2 separate regions of the Triticum aestivum genome follow, and region 2 is linked to region 1. The links are chromatin contacts, called in public Hi-C maps. All regions are on one chromosome and are shown on one strand. The core of a region is the stretch at or near the end of the contact, and the rest is flanking DNA. Distances in the headings are between cores, read along the strand shown.

Region 1 (4,912 bases), core at 944-3,443:
CCGCCACCACACCACAGCAGCTTATTAAACAACGCCGTCAAATCCTCAACTCTCTCTCCTTTTGCCTTTTCTTTACGCCTATTATCTGTTGCCTGTCAGACACAAATACTTATGCAGCGAACACGACGTGCACGTATGATATGATCTTCTAACGCGCAAGGGAGCGACAGTAGAGTCGCTCTCACTTAGCCAGACGCGGCAACCGAGTGGCGCTCTGAACCTACCTTTTCCCGGAGCTTTCCCTTTCCTTTGCCATCTCTTTATCGCCGCGAATATTCCACGGAGCTAAATTGGTTTCGTACCAAAATGCCAATAGCGCAACTCCGTATATCCTAACGCCCTCCATTACAAGAGACTTTATTCAGTACTCCCTCGCGGAAAAGGAAGGATAAGAGACGTGAACACTGGTATTATACTATTACATTCTAGAAGAGGCGATCTATTTCTTCGTCCGAAATTAGTCTATCTAGCACTGAAATACCTTCTAGAACAGGCGGTCCATATTCTAAAAAAAAGGCGGTCCATTAGAAGAAATGTGAGCCAGCATGAGTTTCAAAGTGATACATGCTGCATGAGGTCCAAAGTCATACAAACACAGCTGAAATTCTATACGAGACCTTGTGTACGCGGTGTTTTTGACCGGTAGCTTTCTCTGACGTCTTCATCAGCTGTGATCTACCAAACCATTGGTTGCCCTTGCAAGACTAAACGTGAGGTGTTTGTTCATATTCCTGCTCTGCTACTCGGGTCGCTATTTTTATTCCTTCTTTTTGGAGGCAATGCTAGTACTTTGCAGTTAAGTATGCGGGCGAACTAACTAGTTAATGCGAAGTGTCGACATTTCTCCCCCATCGTCCAATCAGGGCCCCTCCCACTTTCTCCATCTCTCCATCTCTCTCTCTCTCTCTCTCTCTCTCTCTCTCTTCCCTATCCATTTCGCATGCGATTTGTTTACAAATTTTATTCTCCGCACGTCCAAATCTGCCCCCAACTCCCCCGATAGACTAGGCTCCCTTTTTAAATCGAAAATCTGCTCTGCCAATAATCCCAACAGCTCACTCTACCTACAACTAATTTCTCTGGAATCTTTACAAACAGTAGTACTACTACGCCTATCTGCACCAACCAGTTTTCTCTGCAGGTGGCAGATCATTTTAGTAGTACTAGTACTACTGCTGGTGATGGCAGATCATTATAGATCAGTGGTTAACCAGCAAGAAATCAGTGGGCAGCACATGGACAGTGCTGGTACAACTCGTACTCATCATCTTTGTTAAGGAGCAATCGATTAAGCGGTAGTACATCGAGCCAGCCAGCCTCTCCGGGGAAAACTGCCAAAACCAGAGGCTTAACCAATCTCTACTACTCTCCCTGCATCTCATCTCATTCTCATCACCGATCACAAACTACTCGTAGAAGAAAAGAAAAAAACTCATCAAATTAATCGTAAGGGGACGGACGATCGATCGCCGTGGGTGGGCCGGATCAGGATCAGTCCTGGAAGCCGGTCTTCTCCCAGATGGCGTTGCGGACGCGGCGGAGGTCGCGGCCCTTGAGCGTGCGCCCGGCGCCCTCGCGCACCGAGAAGGACGCCGCGGCGCGCTCCCGGTACATGAGCTGCTCGTGCGGCGGCACCCACTGCCGGTCGCCGCGGTCCAGGTACGCGTCCCCGCGATCGTCCGACGGCCACCGCCCCGCGCCGGCGCTGCCCCCGCCGTACTCCGCCCCCAGGATCTTGGACCAGTCGGGGATGTTGACGGGCAGCGACGCCGGGCCCCCGACGCCGCCACCGCCACCGGCGGCATCCCGCGGCGCCGCGGCGCGCGGCTTGGAGGCCCTGGAGGGAGTGGACGCGGACAGGGCCCGCCCGTACGCGTCGGCCGGCGGGGAAGACGCCAGCGCCGCGCCGCCCCAGATGATGTCGGCCTCGTCGAGCTCCAGGGCCGGGTCGGCCGCGTGCTGCAGGGTGCGCGCGGGCGCCGGCGCGAAGAGCCGGTGCGCGGACACCATGGAACGGCTGCTGCTCCGGCCGGCCATCGTCGCGCGCTCTTACCCCGCCGACCTCGGTGCGGTTGGCTCGTGATCCGGCGGAGGAGGCGCACAAGCAACGTGTGTGCGTGTTCCGTGTGCTGCCGTGTGTAAAAGTGTATGTGAACCGCGATGGCGTTTTGTTCTTCTTCCTACTCCAACTGGTGGAGTGGAGCGGCGGGTTTTATAGCGGCGGGAGAGGGACGGGGGAGTGGTGTGGATAAGGTTTGTTTCGCGGAGTGACTTTAATGGGGGGCCTGGTTGAGCATATTTACGGCGTCTGCCATCGTTGCTGCCGGTGTACTAGTACTGCATTTTTTTTAAGATGCCAGTGTGTCGCAGCATTGCGGTGTCATGGGAGGAGCGTAGTACTGTTTCGTTGTTTGCGAGTGAATGGAGCCAGAAATGGCTTGAATTTGGCCGAGGTATGGGCGCGGAGTATTTGCTTCGCTTGCGTTTTTGCACATGAGTATACATAGTAGCTGCTGGCCATCCAACGAACCCATGAGACCCTGTCCTCTTCTGCCCGCAAAAAGGAAAAGGGGATCGTGTCCTCTTTGAAATCCGTGGGCAAATCAAGGCCATGCGTAAATAGTGAAGAGGCCAGCAGATCCATTTATTGTGGTAACCAGGCAGTAAAAAAAATTGTAGGATCTACGTGACGAGAAATAAGGCGACTCATGCTCTCACTTGCGACCGCGACTCCACTCCACCCCACCCATCCCACCCACCTCACCTCGCCGCCGATCTCCCCGCGACGGCGAGCCTCCCCGCCCCACATGCTGAGAGCCGACAGATCCACCTGCTCGCCACCTCGCCCGGGCTCGACAATCCCATACATGCCTCCCCCTTTGTGTACCGGGCCTTCCCGGAGATGCTGCGGCCGATAGGGTCGGTATCGCCGGAGGCGCTGCGGGCGACGAGGATGCGGAGGTGGACGGAGTGAGCCACGCGGATCCACGACGACGTGCCCTCCTATCTCCTCTACGAACGGGAGTGGAGGGCGCTGCAGCAGAAGGCGGAGGCAGAGCCAGATCCGGAGATGAAGGTATGGGCGCCTTGGGAATCAAGACCTATGGCCACACCGCAGATCAGGAGCTCCTCAATCTGGCGAGGAGGATCTACTTCGAAGGCAGTCGGGAGGAGAAAGAGGAGGATGCCATGCCCGACCGCATCCCCAAAGGATTTAGTCAGGTGGGCGCGGGCGGAGGCAAGGAGTGCAGATCCACAAAGGCGGGCGAGCTGGGAATGCATCGAGGGGAAAATGCCATCGGCGCCGCCTTCGGACTCAGAAGAGGTCGACCCCTGGCCATACCTCTCCCCTACCCGGCCATGGACTGAGCGCAGAGGCATCCTACAATAGTGGCACAAATGGACCGGAGTGTCACGAGTGGGTGAAGCAAATTTGGATGGATTCGGAGTTTGCAGGATTTCAGGATGTGGATTGCGGGCTGAGCCTTGCAGAGGACATGGGCGGAGAGACCCGAGCTTGCTCTGCCTACCACTCTGGCCATGAGTGTGCGAGAAGCAACACCAGATCGGGTGGCGGAAGAGCTGCTGATTGTGGAACTCACCAGGAAGCTGCAGAGAGAGTTAAGGTTGCCTAGGAGGGGCACAGAATCAACCCAGAAGCTTGTGACTCGCATTCTGATGCACGCGGAGGAGGAGGAACCCTCTCTGATTGCGCTAAATCAAGCAACCCAGCCATCGGAAATGATTGCGTGGGCGCTTGCGGCAAGAACCTCGAGAGTCAAATCCAGAAGAGTGCGATGGGAAGCCTTCTATCGAGCCCATCCGCAGGAGTGTATGGATCTGATGGAGAGGTTGCTAAGCTCCAGCCAAGGGGGATGTGAGCGTTTCTAACGAAACTGAAGCCATGTTAGTTATGGAGCTCGTCGGCGGGCTTCAGAGTGATTCAGAGAAGGATAAGCACCAAAAGCGCTTACAAAAATTTGGGGGGAAAAGCTTCCAGATCACCAAGCTGCTTTCCAGCCTGCCATGGTGACGAAGCGGAGCTCAGATACAGTCAACTCTGGAGTGGTATAAAAAGTGTCGAAGGGGGGGAGGGACAAGATTAGGGTTTCCACTCCCCCCTCCTCCCCACCCAATGCCGCCGCCGCCCTGTCCTCACCAAGCCTAGCTGTTGCCGCTGCGGATCCCACCATGGAGGGGGGAGAGGCCGTGGCCGTGGAAGAAGCAAAGGAGGAAGGGAAGAAAACTCCAACAACTAGCAGCAAGAGCAGATGAATTCAGGTATGGGTGCCGGTGGGGGGGGGGCAGCCGTCGTTCTTCGGCTTTGGTTACCAAGGACCACCCCCACCATGGGCTTTCCCGGGTCAATTCCCTGGCCAATTCTCGCAGCAATCGTGGGGGTGTACAGCAACAATGGTACGACCCTCCACAGCAGCTGATGCAAGGGCAAACAGGGGGACAGTCTTCGGACCCCAGCAACAGTCAGGGAGGGAGCTCGCAGCAGAGTAAGAACCAAGGGAAGATTCAACAGAAAAAGAAGCAAGATGTGGCTCAGAAGCAACAAATCAACCCAGGCTTGATGTCTTACACTAGTGTTACTTGCTATAATTGTGGAGATCCTGGGCACCACAAGGACAAGTGCATCAAGCCAAAGGGGTGTTTCATTTGCAAGATGATCAGTCACAAAGTTGAAGATTGTCCTACTAGGAAGAGACCTCACTCAGCTACCAAATATGTGGGTGGTGCTGCACACGGCTTGGGCTTCTACCATTTGGACATGCCAGATGTCAATGCCCAGCATCAGAGTTGGCTCAAGAATGTTGGAATAGTCTTTGTGGAGCAAGGGGAGGTCACTAAGCAAGAGTTAGCCAAGGAGTTTGCTAATATTTACAAAACAAACTGGCCATGGGCA
Region 2 (4,911 bases), core at 1,211-3,710, 240 kb after region 1:
TGGCGATATTTGTTCAATGGGAAGAGACGTTTCCATCAACTACGATGCGCCTATGGTGATTTCGTCAATCTCAAGATGTAGTGCCAGCTCAGTATCCTGAAGGAGCTCGTAGGGGTGACGGCATATGCGTGCATATGAGAAACTTCGATTGTACATTGTTAAAAATAATTCAACACATGTTATATGTACTTTGCCAGATGCCAGTGCATAGTATCACGTGTGGTTAAGTTGCCAAAATAAAGATGGTTTCATTATATCATGAAAGCACTTATGTACGGATATTTGAATCACAAATTATGATTTAGATGTATCTCGATGTATTTCAGTATTAGATACATCCGTTTGAGTCACACTTAATATGAGACGAAGAAAGTGCATGCGATCCATATAGCTGGGATGGCTCAATTGTTTGCCATTAGTTTGGAAGAATTTGAAAGTTTTAGGGACTCTTTCGTTCGCATCATTCTATTTTTTGCCATTAGATTGGGTTCCACTATAAAGAAAATAATGAACAAAGCAAAGAAAAATCATCCAGATTTAATGTAATAAAAACAACAAACAGAAAAACCTAAAAGTTTCTAATCTAGCTAGCTGGTGCGCACGCACCGCTAAAAGCAAAAAGTAAAAGTAAAATACGGCTCCATATGTACACAAAATGAATCAAATGTCTTGACACATTCTTTATTCTGCGAAAATGATCAGATCTATTGTAAAAGATCACCGAAAATACAAAGCAAAATGACATCGAGATTCCGAATCCATCGCACGACTACTACTGTCGCTAGAACGAGCCACTGGCGTGCCGCTATCTCCGCTCCCATATTGGAGCCGGCTTGGCCTTATTGACGATAGTTGGGAAGTCTTTGTACACGTGCCCCTAAGGACCAATGCCCCGAAGCCACAGTTGTCGCTGTTGAACCCTTGCATACATCTAAAACACCCGACACCAAATCTCGCTACATGACTAGAAATCCTAACCTCACCACCCCAAGGAGACAACAAGAATCTACGCCGGAGCTCCGTCAACTACATCCAGACGGATGAACTCGAGGAGGATCAAAGTCTGGAAGACAAAATCGAAGAAGAAGCATTGCAATCTGCCCGAGCATCGCGCCCGTGAGGACAAAAAAAACGCTAACCTAGACTACTAACCGGTGCGGGGCACCGGGATTCCCCTCCCTGCCACTGGCCGCCGAAGCGGTAGGCAAAGGGGAGTCGAATCCATAGGCTCGTCGATGAAGCATGGAGGGGAGAGTTTGCCCTAGCCACCTAGGATTAGGGGAGGAAACAAGAGAGCGGTTACTTAATTTGAAAAAGGGTATGTGATGACTTCCTCTTAACACATTCTCTTTCGAACAGAAACTAGAAAACCATGAATAAGTATAGCAAATTATTTGATCCTCCACCGGAGGATGAATGCTTGAGATTTACTCCCTCCGTTCGGTGAAGAGTGTATGTTTGGCTTTAAAATTTGTTCACAAGGGAGTGTAATTTTATCTTCCTAATGCATTTTAAAGTAGAAAAAAAATATTTCTCTCTCATCACATGATAATCAAGACCAATAATATTCTACACATGGTCTTCTTAATTTCTGCATGCACTTAGGTCATTTGGAGTTGAGTAATTAAAAAGATGAGAGATGGTGGCTTGTATCTTTTCAATGCATTTTTTTATTCACTTTATAATTTGTCCTAAAAAATTTATATGTCAATTCTCACCGGACGGGGGAGTAAGGGTTAAGTGACCATAGAAACAAAAATACTGTTCATAGTGGAAAAAAAAACTAAGAATAGTTCTAGTAGTACGAAATTCCTATTAGCTTAAGATCGGACCTAAGCTATGTTTGCCTTGTTTCGTGACGAGATACTCCCTCTGTAAACTAATATAAGAACGTTTAGATCACCATTTTAGTGATCTAAACACTCTTATATTAGTTTACATAGGGAGAACTTTTCTTCTCTGGCCTTCTCTTTATCGGTAGCTCGAGCTGTGAGCCCACCGGCAATTATTACGGGCGACCATTCCATGGCGTTCCACTTTCGTGAAACCCACTTTTGCAATGGTGATCATACCGGGACCACTCCGAACGGACGGACTCGGTGCAACAACCCATTCATCCGACGGCCAGCCCTCCCTCCCGTGACGTCGGCGCGCGTACGGTCATGCACGAAGCTCGATCTGGCTCCGTGGGAGGGGCATTCGGGTAACTCTCTCCGGGCACTCATTTCTGTTGGGGCAGGTCGCTTTGGCACCCTCTCCTCTCGCCTGTCGCGACGCGGAGACGAGGCGAGCACGGTGGCCACGTGGCGCACCGTCGCGGCGGCAGACGCTTGGCGAGCCGCGAGAGGCTGGCGCGCTGGACGGGCACGTGATGCGGGGCCCCCGTGGAGGCTGGGCTGTCGCTCTCGCCCTGTGCCTTCGCTTGCAGGATCCGATGGCAAAGGGAGCTCTGTGTGTGAGAGGAGAGAGGGGGGGAGGGGGTGTGCCGTGTTGCGGTAAGGGGAGCAGCGTCCGTGCAGGATACCGTCGGGTTAGTAATGACAGCAGTACGGCAGACCGTTGACATCTGAGGCTTCGCTTTGGGAGCCGGGAAGACGATAACTGCACTCAACTAACAGGAAAGACTGGCTAGAGGCCAAGAGGTTTCAAGTTTTGAATCCCTTCCTGTTCGCCAGATCTTTAAACATTTTCCGTCCGTGTGCCAAGTGAGACTACTACTCCTTGCTACGTCAAACGAGGCTTTTTAAATCTCTGCAACAAGCAACTAGCTAATCTTTTTTGCGGGTGAAGGAACTAGCTAATCTTGATTTAAGGAAAAACTAATCTTGACCTGATCCATTTTTGAGGTCGCACGAAAAAAATCACCGTAAACATTTTGAGAAATAAAAATGTTAATTAAACAATAATGCCGGCCACAAAGGCCGGCGAGAGTCCACAAGTCCATTTTTACATTAATTAAAATATTAAATAAAACTAACGAGGAGGCGCGCTGCCCTAGACGTCCTCGTCGTCGTCGTCAGGGCCGGCGAGGCGATTAGCATCAGTGCCAGGCCAGCCCAACGGAACGCCGTCGAACGGGCTTTAGCGACGTCATCCGTCGACGGTTGTACCGCCGCCGGCTAGGCTGCCCCATCGCGGGAAGGGCGCTCGTCCTCCTCCGCGTCGTGGCGCTCGTCCTCCACATCGCGCTCCAGCTGCTCGAGGTACCCGCCTTCGCAACGCTCCTCGGCCAGCCTTTGCTGCCGCCATTGCTCGAGGTAGAGCTGCTCCTGAGCCGGCGTCGCCCCCAACCAGGTTGGTGGCGCGCTGACCCACTCACGCACCACCCCGGTCCATGAGTAGCGCTCGATGGGGGTCGGCTCCGGCTCGGCCTTGACGGGGGACGACGGCCTCAAAGGTGGCACGACGCAGTCGCCGGCCGCGGAGAGGACGACGGCCTCCGCAATGTGCGCCTGGTACGCCGCCTTCTCCTCCTCCTCCTTCCGTCGCTCATCCTCCTGCTTTCACGGACGGCAGCCGCCAGTGCCGCCTGGTAGGCGTCCTCCGCCTCCTGGTCCTCGTCGCTCATGACGAGGGGCTGCGGCGGGGAGCCATGCCGCACGTCGCGGACGTCGCGCCTCCTGGCCTCCTTGTGCTCGAATGCGAACTATTGCTCCCAAGCGGGAGAGTCCAATGGGTAGGCGGGGTCGCGGCGCTGCTCCGACACAGCAGCTGCCACCGGCGCCGCACCTCCTTCGCGTGCGCCCGCGTCGACTGCGCCGCCGCCGGTACTGGGATCCTCTCCAGATCCAAGTGCCAGTCGTGTGGCAGCGTCACGTCGGGATATGGGAGGGGGTCACGGTGCTCCCAGTACCGCTTAGCCTAGTGCACTGGGACGTTGATGCACTACCGAGGCCGGCGGGAAGACGCCGGCGGAGGCGAGGGGAAGTAGGGAGAAGGGGGCGGTGGGGGCGGTGGGGGTCTTGCCCTTGCCCTTGTCGGAGAAGAAGCCCATGGCGGTGGCTAGGGTTTTTCACCGACGGGGGAGCACATTGGGTGGCGAGATGGGGACGGGGGCATCTGGAAGTGGATGAGGATAGACCCCCACCGCACGCTCGGATTAAAAAATGTTGACCGCCATCGCTGACGCATGGGCCCATGGTGGGCGGACGCCATTAATAAAGACGAACGCGATAGTTGGGCGGCCACCAGGTGAGGACACGGCGGACACCGAAAGGACAAGCAGCGCGTCAGCTTCTCGTCCGCGCCGACGCATTTCAGCCACAAATTTGGGCCGGAAATGGATCCGCGCGGACGCCAAGCGGACGGGTTTTGAGAATGGGTTGGCACGTTGGGCCAGCATCGGTGCATCAGCGCATTGGGCCAGCACCTGGCATGGAGTAGGTGTTTGGAACACCGCTTCATGTCTGAGGTGAAAATCATTGCTCTAGCCTTTATTAGTCATGCCTTGTAGTGGCGAACTTGCATCGTTACCTTGTTCAATGTGTTGTCTCCTTGACGTGGTGACGATGACATGAGGGCGTGTATCCTTTCTAAAGGTGTTATTGTGGAAGAAGTCGACTTAGTCGTAGGTATTATATTTATATTCATTTCTTATAATGTTTCTACTATTGGTGTTTATGTTTTGTACTCTATTTGTTGACGTGTTTGGCCTCATTGCCTTGCATTAACTTCAATAAATATGGTTGTTTGCATCTCTTTGATGCAGAGGCTGAGGGTTTCAACCTTCTTTCAAAAAAACTATTCATCTCCTCCACTGGTCGCCTTTGTATGCCTACACCACGTATAAGAAAATTAAATGCAAAGTAAGCAATGAGGAAGAAACCGCTGGTGTAACTGAGGAACCGCCAACACCTTTCATATTAGACATTGCCCTCATGGGATTGCCATACTTGACTCCTGCTTTCAGTC

Evidence for each region. A called contact is a pair of places that touch in the nucleus more often than the background predicts.
Region 2: a contact with region 1 is called in a Hi-C map of leaf, with 3 times the contacts expected there. The contact joins the enhancer-like site here to the promoter of LOC123046089 in region 1. A contact is called at or near these places in 2 of 5 Hi-C or Micro-C datasets (leaf and an unstated tissue).

The regions. Positions count from the first base shown.
Region 1 is chr1A:282,383,642-282,388,553 of IWGSC CS RefSeq v2.1, forward strand. It overlaps LOC123046089, which reads right to left and starts at 2,194. Exons shown (of 1, transcript XM_044469380.1): 1 at 1,247-2,194. The coding sequence starts at 2,037. The coding sequence ends at 1,492.
Region 2 is chr1A:282,627,626-282,632,536 of IWGSC CS RefSeq v2.1, forward strand. No RefSeq gene overlaps it. Among protein-coding and RNA genes, the nearest start is that of LOC123046089, 240 kb to the left of the region's middle. Within about 2 kb of position 2,461, at least 4 of the 8 cell types and tissues checked have an H3K27ac peak or open chromatin away from gene starts, as enhancers often do. A contact at or near this core is called in leaf, where this site is marked.